2 separate regions of the Oryctolagus cuniculus genome follow, and region 2 is linked to region 1. Evidence: chromatin contacts called from public Hi-C data. All regions are on one chromosome and are shown on one strand. The core of a region is the stretch at or near the end of the contact, and the rest is flanking DNA. Distances in the headings are between cores, read along the strand shown.

Region 1 (7,387 bases), core at 3,979-6,478:
GAGGATTAGCCTAGTGAGCTGCGGCGCCAGCCTCAAAAGGTTTTTCTCCAGTATGCATTCACTCATGGACAACAGGCTGAGAGATCTGACTGAAGGCTTTGCCACATTCACTACATGTGTATGGTCGATCCCCAGCATGGAGGCTCTGGTGACGAATGAGACATTTGCTCCGACTGAAGGCCTTGCCACACTCATTACACTGATAAGGCTTCTCCCCGGTGTGGATTCTTTGATGGTCAGTAAGATTTCTGCTGGAACAAAAAGCCTTCCCACACTCATTACACTTGTAAGGTTTCTTACCAGTGTGAAGGACTTGGTGTCGCACAAGATTTTTACCACGACCAAAAGCTGCTCCACACTCCTTGCATTCATAAGGTTTCTCTCCGGTATGGGTCCTCTGATGATCCAAGAGTTTGGAACTCTGATTAAAGGCTTTTGCACATTCACTACATTTATAAGGTTTCTCCCCATTGTGGAGTCTCTGGTGCTGAATGAGATGGGAGCTGTGCCGATAGGTCTTCCCGCACTCCCGGCATTCATAGGGTTTTTCCCCTGTGTGGGTTCTGAGGTGAACAATGAGCTGAGAGCTCTGCCTGAAGGTCTTCCCACACTCACTACACGCATAGGGTTTCTCTCCCGAGTGGATTCTCTGGTGGCCAATGAGGTGGGAACGCCAACTAAAGAATTTGCCACATTCATTACACTGGTAGAACTTCTGTCCCTTCAGGCCTCCTTGATGTTCCTCTGCTTCCTTATAATCCTCACATGTATCTTTTGTGGATTTTTCCTTATCTTTGTGTCTTATTTTGAAGAAGTCACTTTGCAGTCTGCTCCCTTCTTCACTTGAAGGCTGCCCTTCTAGCTTCTCTAAAGTATCTCCACAGACAGCTCCAGGTTCTGATCCCCCAGGAACTACCCCAAACAGTCCCCCTGACATCCTATCAGATGACTCCAATCCTTTAGATAGGTCCTGCTCTGGAGTCAGTTCTGAACTCTCTTCCACGTTCCTACCTGCTGCCAAAAGAAAGAAGAAAACAACTTTTACTCATTTCTTGTGCTGTTGAGGGATCAGAAAGAATCATGAAGATCCCATGGACCTGAAGAAAAGTCACAAAAGCTTCCCGAAGGTTAAGGAATGACATAGTACAGAGAACAAGACAGGAAATAGAAGTGTCTCAATTTTTAATTAAGGTACAGAAAAATAAGGGGAGAGAAGATGGCCAGCAGGATGACAAGAAAGACGGTCAGGAAGACAGTGGAAGGTGAAAAAATGACAGTGAGACAAAGGTTAAGCCAGCACAGTCAAGTGACAATGATGGGGATGGCACTGTGGCCTAGTGGGTAAAACTGCTACCTGTGGCACCAGCATCCCATATGGGTGCTGGTTCAAGTCCAGGGTGCTCCATTTCCAATCCAGCTCTGTGCTAATGCACCTGGTAAAGCAGTAGAGGACAGCCCAAGTACTTTGGGCCCTATACCCACATGGGAAACCCAGAAGAAGCCTCTGGCTCCCAGCTTTGGATTTGCCCAGCTTTGGCCATTGTAGCCATTTGGGGGAGTGAACCAGCGGATGGAAGATATCTGACGTTTTCTAACTCTGCCTTTGAAATAACTCTTTCTTAAAAAGTGAAAATGGTAACTGGAAAGTAGTCTCCAGGACTGAAAAGCATGACATGGCTGGCGCCGTGGCTCACTAGGCTAAACCTCCACCTGCGGCGCCGGTACCCTGTGTTCTAGTCCTGGTCGGGGCACCGGATTCTGTTCCAGTTGCTCCTCTTCCAGTCCAGCTCTCTGCTGTGGCCTGGGAGTGCAGTGGAGGATGGCCCAAGTCCTTGGGCCCTGCGCCTGCATGGGAGATCAGGAGAAGCACCTGGCTCCTGGCTTCAGATCAGCTCAGTGCGCCAGCCGCAGTGCACCGGCCGCAGTGGCCAATGGGGGGTGAACCAACGGAAAAGGAAGACCTTTCTGTTTCTCTCTCTCACACTGTCCACTCTGCCTGTCAAAAAAAAAAAAAAAAAAAAAAAAAAAAAAAAAAGCATGTGATGATCTTAAAGAAGTCACTGTAATGCCAAGTCTCCTTAGTAAACTAAGGATCTCTAAGTTCCTTTCCAACCATGATGCTGTGTGGTTTCCTGCTTTACAGACAACATGTTGCAAGATACAAGAGTGGCAAATATCTTAAGCCAAATATGAAAAAGTGAGAGGAATAAAGATGGGAGTGAGTTGATGGGAAGTCTATGTAAAGAGAATATGGATAGGAAAGTGCACAAAAAGAAGAGATCTTATATGACACGACAGTGACGAAATTTAGAGATGCTATAGGATCAGAAATGCTGGGGACCCATGTTAAAGGGGGCAGAAGAGGAGGTCCAAAAGTGGGAATACCACTGGTCCCCAGAGCACTGGACTGACAAGAAAAGGATTTATTATCATATAACAAGAAAGGCAGCAATAATTTGAAATATGAATTAAAATATCTTTATGGTGTGGGGAGCAACTCGGACTAGACTAAGTTACTGGAATTAAGACTTATTCTATGCATCTGCTCTCCCACAATATGGCGCTGGGAGAGGAGTAAACAACTTTTACACAGCTGCCTCCAGTTCGACCAGTAACCTGCAGGAGCTGATCCTGCTCCTGATTGCAGGAGAGCAGCGTACTCAGCGTGTGGGTAGCAGAGTTGGGATTGGTGGAAGAGGACTATAAAGGAGGAGAGAGACAACATGCACCAGGAACATCTAAGAGGAACACCTGAGGAACATCTGAGCAGCCCCCGAGAGAGCCGGCTGGCAGTGTGCCGCTCCCCTGCAGAAGTGGGGAAAGTGGCAGGGGGGCCCGCCCCTCCACGGAGGTGGAGGGATGGCAGCCAACCCGGGAAGGACCAGCAGCAAACCTGGGAAGGGCCGAGCAGACAAAAAGAACAGCGCAGGGTTTAGTGTCGTTCCTCTGTGAATGGGGGAGCGACATATGGGATCTTGGTTCTCTAGAAAGATAACTTAACATTCACCTTAAATTCTGGTTTTGAATACAAAATATGGGAGAAGGGAGAAATATTGTGGTCAGGATTGGTTCCTAACATGCTGTTTCCTTTCAATCATATCTTAACCAGGGCTATAGTCAACCGGCCACTTAGTATATAGAATGTTAAAGATGGGGGCTGGCATTGTGGCTTATCAGGTAGATCTGCCGCCTGCATCCCATATGGGTGACAGTTCAGTCCCGGCTGTTCCACTTCCAATCCAGTTCCCTGTTAATGTGCCTAGGAAAGCAGTGAAGGATGGGCCGAGTTCTTCGGCCCCTGCACGCACGTATGAGAATTGTTAAGAAGCTCCTGACTCCTGGCTTTGGCCTGGCCCAGCCTTGGCCATTCCGGCAGTGAACCAGCAGATGGATCTCTTTCTCCGTGGACTCTGACTTTCAAATAAATAAATAAATCTTTAAAGTCAGAAAATAGATGGAAGTGTAGTTCAACTACAGTGCAGTCATTAATTTTTGCTGTGGCCTGGGCCAACAGACTGCCTAAACAGGTGATATACAATCGCTGTATCAACCAGAAGCCTTTTCTAATAAAGTTTGGAATAGGAAGTAAGGCAAAATTAAAATTAAGTCAGTTATGAGGCAGAGTATAACCTAAAATGATGCATGCAGCCAATTCAAGGTATTAAGACCCATAGCAAGCAAATATGAAGGATCAGAAAATCTAAATAAGTAGGAAGAGCTATGGTAATTTAACAAAAGATTCAGTGAAGAAATGGGTAGCAGTGAGAGGAGACAGAAAACTTGTAAACAGTTGTACTTCATTCACACTGGAACATTTGGTTTTTCTGTGAGGCTCTTAGGCTGCCTTAGGTCAAGGCCTAATCTCCATGAAGACCTCTGTCCATTAGTTCATTAGTTTGTTCTGGGTTCCTATTCCTTTAAGTCAACAACACATAGCTAGCTCCTTACTCATCCTAACTTGAGTGATTCCCTATTCCTCAGAACTTAAAAAAACACCCTGTCAATCATGAAGTAAAGAGAATGCTAAACTGAGTAATGGATGCAGAATTCACTCTGCTACTTCACCCACATTTGGAAATCTTCATAATAAAAAGTTCGAATACGAATACAGCAAAGAAAATGCACACAGTGCAGACTCCAGGCAACTGGGAAAGAGAGCCATTACACAGCAAGGCCGTGTCATGGCGATTTTCTGGCTTCATGTTCTGGTGCGGGGCCCTCTGACTGAGGGCTGGACCTCTCCAGTTCTCCTGACTGGAGTCCACAGACAGGTCCTCAGACACTGCAGTCTCCTGGGATGACAAGCTTCTATTGCGTGGGAACATCCCCAGTGTAAGAGCAGAGGCATCAGAGATACAGAGCGTTCAAACTCTTGGTGGGCCAAACGGTGGGGAAAGGGAGCTAGGATGATCCATCCCATAGGACAAGTCCAGGGCAGCAGAGTCCACTAACTACAAGTAGGAACCCAGCTCCAGGGAAAGCAGTCAGGAGACCCACAGGTGCTGTCTCAGAGGGGAAGGGCCCTGGGGGTGAGCTCTAGCCATTCTTGGACTACAACATAGGAACTTGGGAAAACAGAGCCACGCAGGCCTGGGGCCTGACCATCTAAAGCACAGTGGCCACTGCTTGGTCTCCTGAGTTCCCTGCTTGGGGAAGCAAGCTGAACTGAGAGAGGGAAGAAGGCTGTGATCAGGAGAAGCCCCACCCTCACCGCGGTAAGATCTATATTCCCACTGAGTTTAGTCAACAGACCCCAGGGAGCTCCACACACACTGACTCTTCTCCTTCTTCCAGAAGGTATAATCCCAAGAGTGCTGTGAATTTTCCCTGGAGGGCTCAGTAGAAAGTCTTCCTCCCAGCGCTCATTCTCTTCAGCCTCTCTGAAGCAAACTGCACTTCTGACCACATTCTCTCCCCATGGCCTCCCCAGCAACTACCACAAGCCTGTTTTCCACCTCACAGCTCATCTTTCTTCCTGCTCCTGTCCTCACTATGGACACTCTTAGAAGTCCAGTCCCTGGTGCTTCCTTCTGTCAATGATCTCACTGACTTTCTCACTTCTCTCATAGTTCTCACTTCTCCCCTCCACACGACACACCTATCACACACTTTTGGTTGCCTATGAGACATTTCATTTTTTTCTGTTCCTTTACTGATTTGCAAAATTCTGTCAAATGACTTTATCATACACCCAAACTCTTCATTCTTCCTCCTCTCCATTTATTTATTTATTTATTTATTTGAGGGAGAGAGAGAGAGAGAAAAGAAGGGCTGGGGCTAGGCCAGGCTGAAGCTGGGAGGGACCAGGTACTTAATTCAGGTCTTACATGTAGACCAATTACTTAAGCCATCACTGGGGTCTCCAAGAGGCTGCGTTAGTGGGAAGCTGGAGTCAGGAGTCAGAGCTGGGGATCAAATCCAAGGACTGTGTTGCTGGAAAGAGGCATTTTATCTGGTAAGCCAAATACCCACCCCACTTCCTTTTGTTGGGAACCCAAGTCCTATGGACCCTTCCATCATAGTGTTTTTCACATCTACACTTTTCCATTCAGCCAGCAACTACCTCTCATCTTTCTACTACCACAGCCTCTTCTATCCATAATGCTCACCAGAGTGAACTTCCTTACATACTAACATATCACTCTCCGATCACCAACGTCTTCCTGGCTTCAACCTCAAAGGCCCTGCACAAATAGAACCCTTCCAGAGCCTACCTTAGGAGGGGCTCAAGAAAACCCCAATATGAAGTTTTTGCTTATATCCTCGCAAATGGCACACTTTTCACTTTTCTAGCTCCTTCAGAATCCTCTGTCATTTTTCATTGAACACCCACAGCTACTTCCTCCATGAAGCACCTCCTTCCTGCTGCAGCACACAGAGATCTTGCTTTTTACCCAGTGATCATCTTTTACAACACCCACATTGCTCACATGTGATGGGGTCATATCCCTGAGGACAGATGTCACTCATATGTATCCTGTGAGATGGCCTCTTACATGTATGAATAATTCCCTACCACAAGATAACAAGCTCTTTGAAAGCAGTGAGAGTATACTGTATTTCTTCGGTCCCCAGCAATGCATTTCCCATGACATGGACTTGACAGAAAATTGCTAACTACATGACTGAAGAAGGAACAGACAAAAATCACTAGGGAAGACAAACAGATGGCAGGGCAAGAGGGATTCCAATAGGTGGGAGATGGACAGATGAAGGAGACTCCTGAGTAGATAAGGGAAGCATGATTTGAGGCCACGGTTCGGGAGATGAGTACCAAGTGCCTATTGTGGTTGGGTGGTGGTGTGCCCCTGGGTCATGAGGCTGCAGGTGGGCTCCAGAGGATAAGCCCCCACTGCAGGGTGAGATATGAGATTCCTCTGCTGTACCAAGAGCTGTCATCTCCTCCACTTCCACTTCCTGGTCCTGTATTGGTGCTGAAACCTAGAGATCGAAATACAATTGGGTCCAAATAGCATCCTTGAAGATGCTGAGCCCAAATCTCTAAGAAGCCTCCTCCAGAAAGCAAACCATGGAAAAGAAGAGTCAGAGTGTCCTTCCAGCCCTAGCAGCTGCCTACAGGAGAGAAACAGTACAGCTTCCTAAGAAGAAAAATTGTCGAGGCAGAATCTAAAGCTTGTAATCCTACTTGCCATTCCTCTGTTGACCTGCTTGGTAGGAACCTGAGGACCAGATTCTATAACCATTTCTACTGTGTCAGATCTTCAGATGCAAATTTGCTTATGAAGAATCATCTATGAGAGGGAGCCAGAAGAGCAATTCAGTACATTCTCTAGGGCCTTAGCCTACAACATGCAGAAGTAAAAGGAATTAAAGAGTGACAGGTGTATATACCTGTATGTGCACAAATAATGTTGTAAAGCTGAGGGCTGACACAATACTTTGGAACAGAAAGCTCACAAACCTTAAGAGTTTTCCCAATTTCACAGGAAACTGTCTCCTTTTCAGAAAAGCTTTACTACACTGACAAAGCAGGGATAGTCTCTCTCAGATTACCTGGTTATATTTTCTATATGGCATATATTAATTGTTTTTTGACAGGCAGTGGACAGTGAGAGAGAGAGACAGAGAGAAAGGTCTTCCTTTGCCGTTGGTTCACCCTCCAATGGCCGCCGCAGCCGGCACGCTGCGGCCGGTGCACCGCGCTAATCCGAAGGCAGGAGCCAGGTGCTTCTCCTGGTCTCCCATGGGTTGTAGGGCCCAAGCACTTGGGCCATCCTCCACTGTACTCCCTGGTCACAGCAGAGAGCTGGCCTGGAAGAGGGGCAACCGGGACAGAATCCGGCACCCCAACTGGGACTAGAACCCAGTGTGCCGGCGCTGCAGGCGGAGGATTAGCCTATTGAGCCGCAGCGCCGGCCAAATTTTT
Region 2 (7,687 bases), core at 3,382-5,881, 130 kb after region 1:
ACTTGTGTGGCAAGAGTTTCTTGGCTTCTGAATGTGATTACAGGTATTAATTTAAATACTAAAGAGATGATTTTATTTAACCATTCACACTGAAATTGTGTTTGAGACAAACACACAGAAAACAGGAAATACTTCTATCACCTCAATGATTTCTGAGGCCAAAGGGAGACATACTGAGGAAAAAGGAAAACCATTTGGACTATCTCCACAGACTTCAACACAGACTTAATTAAGATAGCACAGGCACAGGCTCAAACTTGTAAAGACTGAAAAGACCAAAAGGAACTGGAGCTAACAACTCTAGGCTCCAATGTGAGATGCAGGCATCAAATACCTGTGTTAACTGAAGTAAGTCAGACACAGGCAAATACTGTATGCCTTCCCTCCTATGTGGGAGCTAAAAAATAACTCAACCTGAACACAGGATACGGATTACTAGAGGCTGGAAGGGGTATAGGGGAATATGGGGGGCTTGGACACAAGGTACCAAATCAGAGCTATAAAGCATAGTAGAGTGACTGCAGCTCACAACAACCTATTATATATTTTATAAGCAAATAGAAGAAAGGAGCTCTAACAGTCCAATCAAAGTTACCTCAAAGCAGGGGAAATGTTGATTACCCTGACTTGTACCCATTGCACATATGTACTGAAAGGCTGAATTATAGTTCAAAAGTATGTACAATCACTGTTAATAAAAAATTTAACATAAGTAGTATACATAAGGGACTTCACAACATTTGGCAAATAGAAAGTTTGTAAGAGGGGCAACCATTATTATTATATAATTTAGGATGTCCAGAAAAAACTGCAGACTTCTTTTTCCCATTTCACGAGGTTTCCATATAAATGGAACTTGTAGTTAAAAACAGTATTTTATTTGAAAACAAATTTTGTGATTGAAAAACTCAGAATTATTGCAAGGGCCTGTGCTGTGGTATAGAAGGTTAAACCTTTGCTGCACCAGCATCCCACATGGGTGCCGCTTCCAGACCTGGCTGCTCCACTTGCGATCCAACTCCCTTTTAATGTGCCTGGGTGGGCTGGTTTAGCTCAGTGGTTCCTTCGTCTACTGAATGTGCCTGGGAAAGCACTGGAGGATGGCCTAAGTACTTGGGCACTCATGTGGAAGACTGGGAGGAAGCTCCTGGCTCTGGACTGGCCCAGCTCTGGCCACTGAGGCCATTTGGGGAATGAACCAGCGGGTGGAAGACAGATCTCTCTCTTTGCCTTTCAAATAAATAAATAAATCTTTTGAAAAAAAGAATTATTGCAAGAAGGGTCAAAATCTGAAAGTCTTAAAAATTCAATCAATAGGCAGTTTTGCCACGGCTGCATATGAACACATTTCAAAATGTTTATGGGAGAATGGAATTAAATGGTGAGTTTATTTTGGTGTAAGCAACTTTTGAAGTCCATGTGTAATGTTTTCATAATATGCATGGCCCAACAAACTTTTTGAAGACCCTCTGTACAGTGCTGTGGGAACTGGTTTTGCCTGAATTAAAGCTGATACTTTAAACACTGTCTTTCAGGGCATGGAGCAGCAATGAGAACACATGAATTCTTTTCTTTCCCTTCAGCCATGATGCCGACTGATTCCCAGTTCTATAGGAAAGTGCCTGTTACAGAAATCTGGGGTGGGAAAACTCCCGACGTTCAAATAGGCACCAGAGACAGTGGAGGATCCAGAACCGTTTAGTAATGCCAGGGGGTTCAGCTGGAATCATTTCCTGAAAATTGAGGAACAATTCCAAGTTGCTTACAATATTTATAGGTTCATTGGCATCATACCTTAGCCGTTACAGCATTGGTGGATTTAAATTGCAGCCTATGTGACTTAGGACCACACTCCCTATGGTCGGTGGGTCTGGTATGTTTATAAAAGAGATAGCAGGGGAAAATTTATAGAACAGATTTATGACTGGAGTTACAGAATCAGAAATTAGGACATCTTTCCTTTGTAGACAAGATAACCATGCACAGCTGCTCCACCAGATAACTGGGAACAGCCGCTTTTCAAGGTTAGCGTTGGGTCCACTTTGCTTCCTTTGTCTCTGCTTGCAGCCTTATTTTCTCTTTATGCCTATTTACCTAAAAATGAAATGCAATTACTACTTTTGGTAGCCACTCAAATTATTGTTCTAAGATGATCTGTTCCTATACAAATCATTGGAAAAAGTTAAAAATATGTTTGTTTAAGAATAAGGATGGAAACCGATATTTCTTGGAGTCTTACTAGGTTGAGTCTTTTGGGTATTTCTCATAAGCCTTCCTTTAAGAGTGGGCTCTGAAGACTGACAAGGAACGTGGTCATATCAGGAGCCAGTTTTGGAAAAGAGGGAAGGAAGGAGAAAAAGGGCAGTGGTCTCAAAGCAGTGGGAGCTATCACCTGGAACCCACCCGAGGCCCCAACCAGGCCCTGCAGAATTGGAAACTTAAAAGTGCTCGCGAGAAAAACTCAGGGAAAGATCTTTGGATGGTAAAAATCAAATGAAGACTTTTAAGTTTTTGTTTGACACAGTTGTTTCCTGTGCGGTTTACCTTCTTCTGAGAATGAAATACACCTAACTAAGTAAGCAAAGACATCGTCAGAGCCCGCAGCCCAGTGGCTTGGCTGCTGGGCTTCTGCGGTGCTGATCCTGGGTTAGTGCTCCGCTTTGCAAGATCAAGAGCCCAACGCTCTCAGTTCAGAACTCAAAGGGCTCGGCAATTCTTTATATCCACCTAGAGGAGCCTGTTCAAGGAACAAGCAGGCTCTGGGAAAACTAAACCAGAGGGCCCTGGCTGATCACAGAACCTCAACTTCACTTTGGGGAATCCAGCTGCGATGAAGACTACAAGGTTCAGCTCTAACGTGCTTCCTCTTACAGGACTAGCTACACAGAAACTCAAATCACAACTGGCAGATCTAGGAGACTGCTTCAGGGTGGAGCAGGACACACTCATCTGTTAGTGACACCAGCTTCAAAAGCCTGGGCCGCCCACATCAACTTGCAGGCTTCCTGTCTTCAAATTCTTTCTTGAGTGGTTCCTGTCTTCATTCCACTCTGCCCGGTATCCCATTTGGAAAAGGCATCAGGCATGCTACCAACTAACCAAGGAGGTTGCAGTGGCTTATCTGATGGGGGAAGCATCCAGTGCTAATTCAGGCAATCATCAGGAGGCCTTTATGGAACACTAACTCAAATTCCTATATAAAGCACCGGGAATACAAAATCCTTAGTTCCAGCCCTCAAAAAGCTTACAGTCTTGGAGATAGAGAAGGAGCAGTGGAAACAGAGACACACAAGATAATCATAAAACACTGGAGGAAATGCAATGATTCAGACATGCACAGAGTATTATGGGAAACTCCCAGATGCCAAACCTAGAGTGGGGGTGTGGGGGAGGAGATGGTGTCCTCCCTGGACCAGAGACGGAAGATGAAGGAAGTAACTCACAAATCACCGGTAATGACAACTTTAATACACTTAACGGTCATACTGGCTTCGACTTCATCAAATAAAGATTTCTGATGGAACCATACTAATATGGTAAATGAGGCATTAAATCTCTTGTGGAGTTTCAAACCAAATTAGGTTTGCTCTCTAAATCGGTGAGAAGTCTACACAAGGGGAGCGCGTAAATAAGAACGCTGTTTTGCCGCCACCAAGCCTTTGCCAAGTCGTGGGCCCAGGACGGAGCTCTGGCCATGTGGAGTCTTTAGTGGAAAGAAACTTGACAAAGTCGATCTCGGGCTTCGCTCATCAGACGGCGACCACGGCAGTGCCCGTCTCACGCGGCTTCTATGTTTGCTCCACAAAGGAGGGACAAGGGCAGGTAGCTTTCCTCCATTTTTACATGAGATCAACCCACGGGAACGCGGTAGCTTTCTTTCTTAAATATCTTCATTCTGAGATTTAAATCCTAACGGGCTTTCGGAAACACCACAGTAGGCTACGACAAAACCGAAAGCGCCTTTGCGTCATTTCAAGGCGAGTTCAAAGCGACGCGACACGGCCGCCCGGGCCGCCGGCGCATCCAGCCCCGGGCGCCCTCCTGCGACCCCTCCCCGGCTGCGCCTCACAGCTCCCGCAAGCGCCCTCGGCCAGCGCCCACCCCGCACCAACCCGGGGAACGCCGCGGCTCCCGCAGCACGGGGCATGCGCATGCGCACGCGCGCCCTCGGAGCCACTTCCGCCGGCAGCGCGGGTCCGGCCCCCACCTCGACACCTCAGCAGTGCACGCGCCGCTCGCCCGAGGTGAGCCCGGACAAGGGGCGGGCCGCAGGCCGCGCTCTCATTGGCCGGAGCGGGCCCGGCCTCTTCCCAAGGCGCCTGCGCGCAGCCGGAGGCGCGGGTTCAACCGCCCGCTGCTCCTGCCCGGCGCCGACGCCGGCGCCCTGGGGACGCCCCCGCACCCCTCCCCCCCACCGCCTTGCCTCTCCGCCCTCTTACCGGCCGCCCTGAGGGGCTCCGCGGGAGGCTTTCGGAAGCGCGAACTAGCACTCCCGAGATGACGCGGAATGAGGCCGGAGGGAGCTGGAAAAATCCCTGCTCCGCAGGTGGGGAAGGCCGGCCCGAGGGTCGCTGGGAGGCCCGGGGACGGAGGACGACCGAGCGCGCGCCGGAGCCTGGCGGGCGCGCGCATGCGCCGGCAGTCCCTGGCCGTCCCCCGCCGAGTGTCCCGGGCGGGGGCGCGGCCGCGGCGCGCCGTGGGTTCTCCTCACAGGAGGGAGGTCCAGGCCCGCTCAGCCCCGTTCTGAAATCTAGCGCTGGCGTCTCCGTGGGCGCTGCTGCTTCCTGGCGCCCGGTCTGAGGGTCTCCGATAGCCCTTGGAGGAGTGCCAGGCGCCGCGCAGCTCGCCACGACCCTCCGCTTGTCAGTCAGCCTTTCTGGCCCGGTGCCCGTTTCAGTCAGGGCGGTTACCGCCGCCCGGTTGTACCCGTGCCGGAGCTCCCGCCTCAGCGCCCGGAGGCCGCCCGGTCTTTTCCTAGGTGATTTTAAATTCTGGCTTAAAGATCAAATTAAGGGCGAGGCTTACTGCCTTGGAGAATGTGCGGCAGATTATGACGGTGACTTCGGAAAAGGAGTTTGGCTTCCTAAGGTAGCTTGGCAAGGAAGGACCCGTATGTATGATTCCAGGCCAACGTCTATGTGACAGTGTTTATGCACTTAAGAACAGTGTTTTAAAATATAGAAACGAAGTTGTTGATGTTATTTTCAACAGTATGCCAGATTGACTCGAATAAACTACCACGTATTTCCCCTGCAGACATGGTTCTTAGAGCTTTTGGATTGACCAAGGATAAAGACTTTTTAGGTGCTGCTTAAACACAAGAAAGGATGGTACCTAAAGAAAATCCTTCTCTGAACATGTAACATCCTTGCAGTCACTAAAATGTTTATTGAATGCTAATAACTTGTTTGATTTCAAGTCTCAAGTAGGTCTCATTCTCATCTTTTTTTTTTTTTTAAGTTTTATTTATTTATTTCAAAGAGTTACAGAGAGGCAGAGCGAGCGAGCGAGCTGTCTTCTGTCTGCTGGTTCACTCCCTAGATGGCCACAACGGCTGGAACTGAGCTGATCTGAAGCCAGGAGCCAGGAGTTTCTTCTGGGTCTCCCATGTGGGTGCAGGAGCCCGAGGACCAGGGCCATCTGCCACTGCTTCCCCAGGCCACGGCAGAGAACTGGATGGGAAGTCGAGCAGCTGGGACTCGAGTCGGCACCCATATGGGATGCTGGCACTGCAGGCAGCGGCTTTACCTGCTGCTATACCACAGCGCTAGTCCCAGGTCTCATTCATAATTTAAATGTTAAAAGTTTGCAACACACATAAAAATATTTAAAATATAGAGAACTATATAAGTACATAAAACATTTATATCCTAGCCCAGGTGTGGGGAGCCATGATCTGCATTCAGAATGCAGGTTTTTTTTTAAAATATTTATTTATTTACTTGAAAGGCAGAATTAAACACAAATACACACACACACACACACACACACCATCATCATCCAACTGCTTGTTCACTCCACAAATGACCTCAATGGCTGGGGCTGGGCCAGGCCAAAGCCAGGAACCTAAGATATTCTGGGTCCTCCCTCATGAGTGGCAAGGTCCCAAGCACTTGGGCCATCTTGCGCTACCTTCCCAAGCACATTAACGGAGATGGAGAGGAAATGGAGAAGCCAGGACTCCAGCTGGTGCCCATATTCGATGCTGGTGTCACAGGCAGCTGCTTAACCCACTGTGGCACAGCCCCAGGTAAAGTTCTCTCCTAAACAAGCATTTTTTTTTTTTTTGACGGGCAGAGTGGACAGTGAGAGAGAGACACACAGAGGAAGGTCTTCCTTTGCTGTTGGTTCACCCTCCAATGTCCGCCGCGGCCGGCGCACTGTGCCTGGCATACCGCGCTGACCCGAAGGCAGGAGCCAGGTGCTTCTCCTGGTCTCCCATGGGGTGCAGGGCCCAAGCACTTAGGCCATCCTCCCCTGCACTCCTGGGCCACAGCAGAGAGCTGGCCTGGAAGAGGGGCAACCGGGACAGAATCCGGCACCCCGACTGGGACTAGAACCCGGTGTGCCGGCGCTGCAAGGTGGAGGATTAGCCTATTGAGCCATGGCGCCGGCTCTAAACAAGCATTTTCAAAACTATCTGTAGCATCTGTGTCAAAGTCCCAGGACTTTGAATACTACTGGTATTAGATAGATACCAGGAAGATTTCAGTAAAATCTAAAACTGAAAGCATTTCAATCTCATATGAATAAGAAGAAATCAGAGGAAATTTTTGTATAAATTTTCACTCCAATGGTGGGTAGCGACCCAATGAAAGAGCACAAATCAAATAACAGGTCAAACTTTGCAAAGATCCTAACAAGTAAAAACCTAGACTTCCAAAATACACCTAGGTGATCAATACTTGTGTTTACTTTACAGAATAATTCTTCACATAAAGAGACAGGTTTATTACACTAAATGGCAGTGAGCTTATCCTGTATGTCTAGCAGTGCTCTTTGTAAAATGCTTTTGAAGCATCAAATATGAAATAAAAATATAAAAAAACACTGCAAAGTGACTTCTGAGCATTTTGCAAATAGCTTTTATTTCAGGTCATAATAAGCACAGCATAATTTCACAGTAACCAAAAAACCAGAATAGCTACTTAGGTTTTGTTTGAATAGATCTAACAACAACTATATATGTTAATTGTTATTCCCTATATTGAATTATGAATCCAAAACGTAGAAATAATATAAATTATAATGTGAAGAATTGACCTCTGTCCAATAGTTAACTGCAGTGTTTGAGTGCAGTGCTTTTAGCGCCATTCCACTTCATGCACTGTTTACTGTTCCTACAGTAAGATTGGCATGGTGCAGAATACTAATGATCAAAGACATTTCCATCCTGTAGGTGTTTAGCATGTTGTAGCTATGCTCACCAATGCATGTTCTAAAGACTTCACTTTTCAAGAGGAGAGGTTTAACTTTTAACCTATTTAGGTGCTTATTAGGGGTGATAAATTGGGAAATATTTTTAAAATTTTTTTAGATTTATTTTATTTATTTGAAAGACAGAATTAGAGAGGTAGAGACAGAGAGAGAGAGAGAGGTCTTCCATCTGCTGATTCACTCCCCAAATGGCCGAAACGGCCGGAGCTGTGCCGATCCGAAGCCAAGAGCCAGGAGCTTCTTCCGGGTC

What was found. A called contact is a pair of places that touch in the nucleus more often than the background predicts.
Region 2: a contact with region 1 is called in a Hi-C map of an unstated tissue, with 2.0 times the contacts expected there. The contact joins the promoter of TCAIM here to the promoter of LOC100342447 in region 1. A contact is called at or near these places in 2 of 6 Hi-C or Micro-C datasets (psoas muscle and an unstated tissue).

Annotation. Positions count from the first base shown.
Region 1 is chr10:111,939,905-111,947,291 of mOryCun1.1, forward strand. It overlaps LOC100342447 (zinc finger protein with KRAB and SCAN domains 7-like), which reads right to left and starts at 5,229. Exons shown (of 3, transcript XM_070051041.1): 1 at 4,166-5,229; 2 at 23-1,014. The coding sequence starts at 4,325. The region is part of intron 1 of LOC100344656 (kinesin-like protein KIF9); the gene reads right to left. All of the region lies in intron 1 of LOC138844136 (a long non-coding RNA gene), which reads left to right.
Region 2 is chr10:112,074,226-112,081,912 of mOryCun1.1, forward strand. TCAIM (T cell activation inhibitor, mitochondrial) reads right to left here and starts at 4,632. Exons shown (of 11, transcript XM_070051044.1): 1 at 4,440-4,632. The coding sequence starts at 4,632. It overlaps LOC103349176 (a long non-coding RNA gene), which reads left to right and starts at 4,843. Exons shown (of 7, transcript XR_007921945.2): 1 at 4,843-4,978.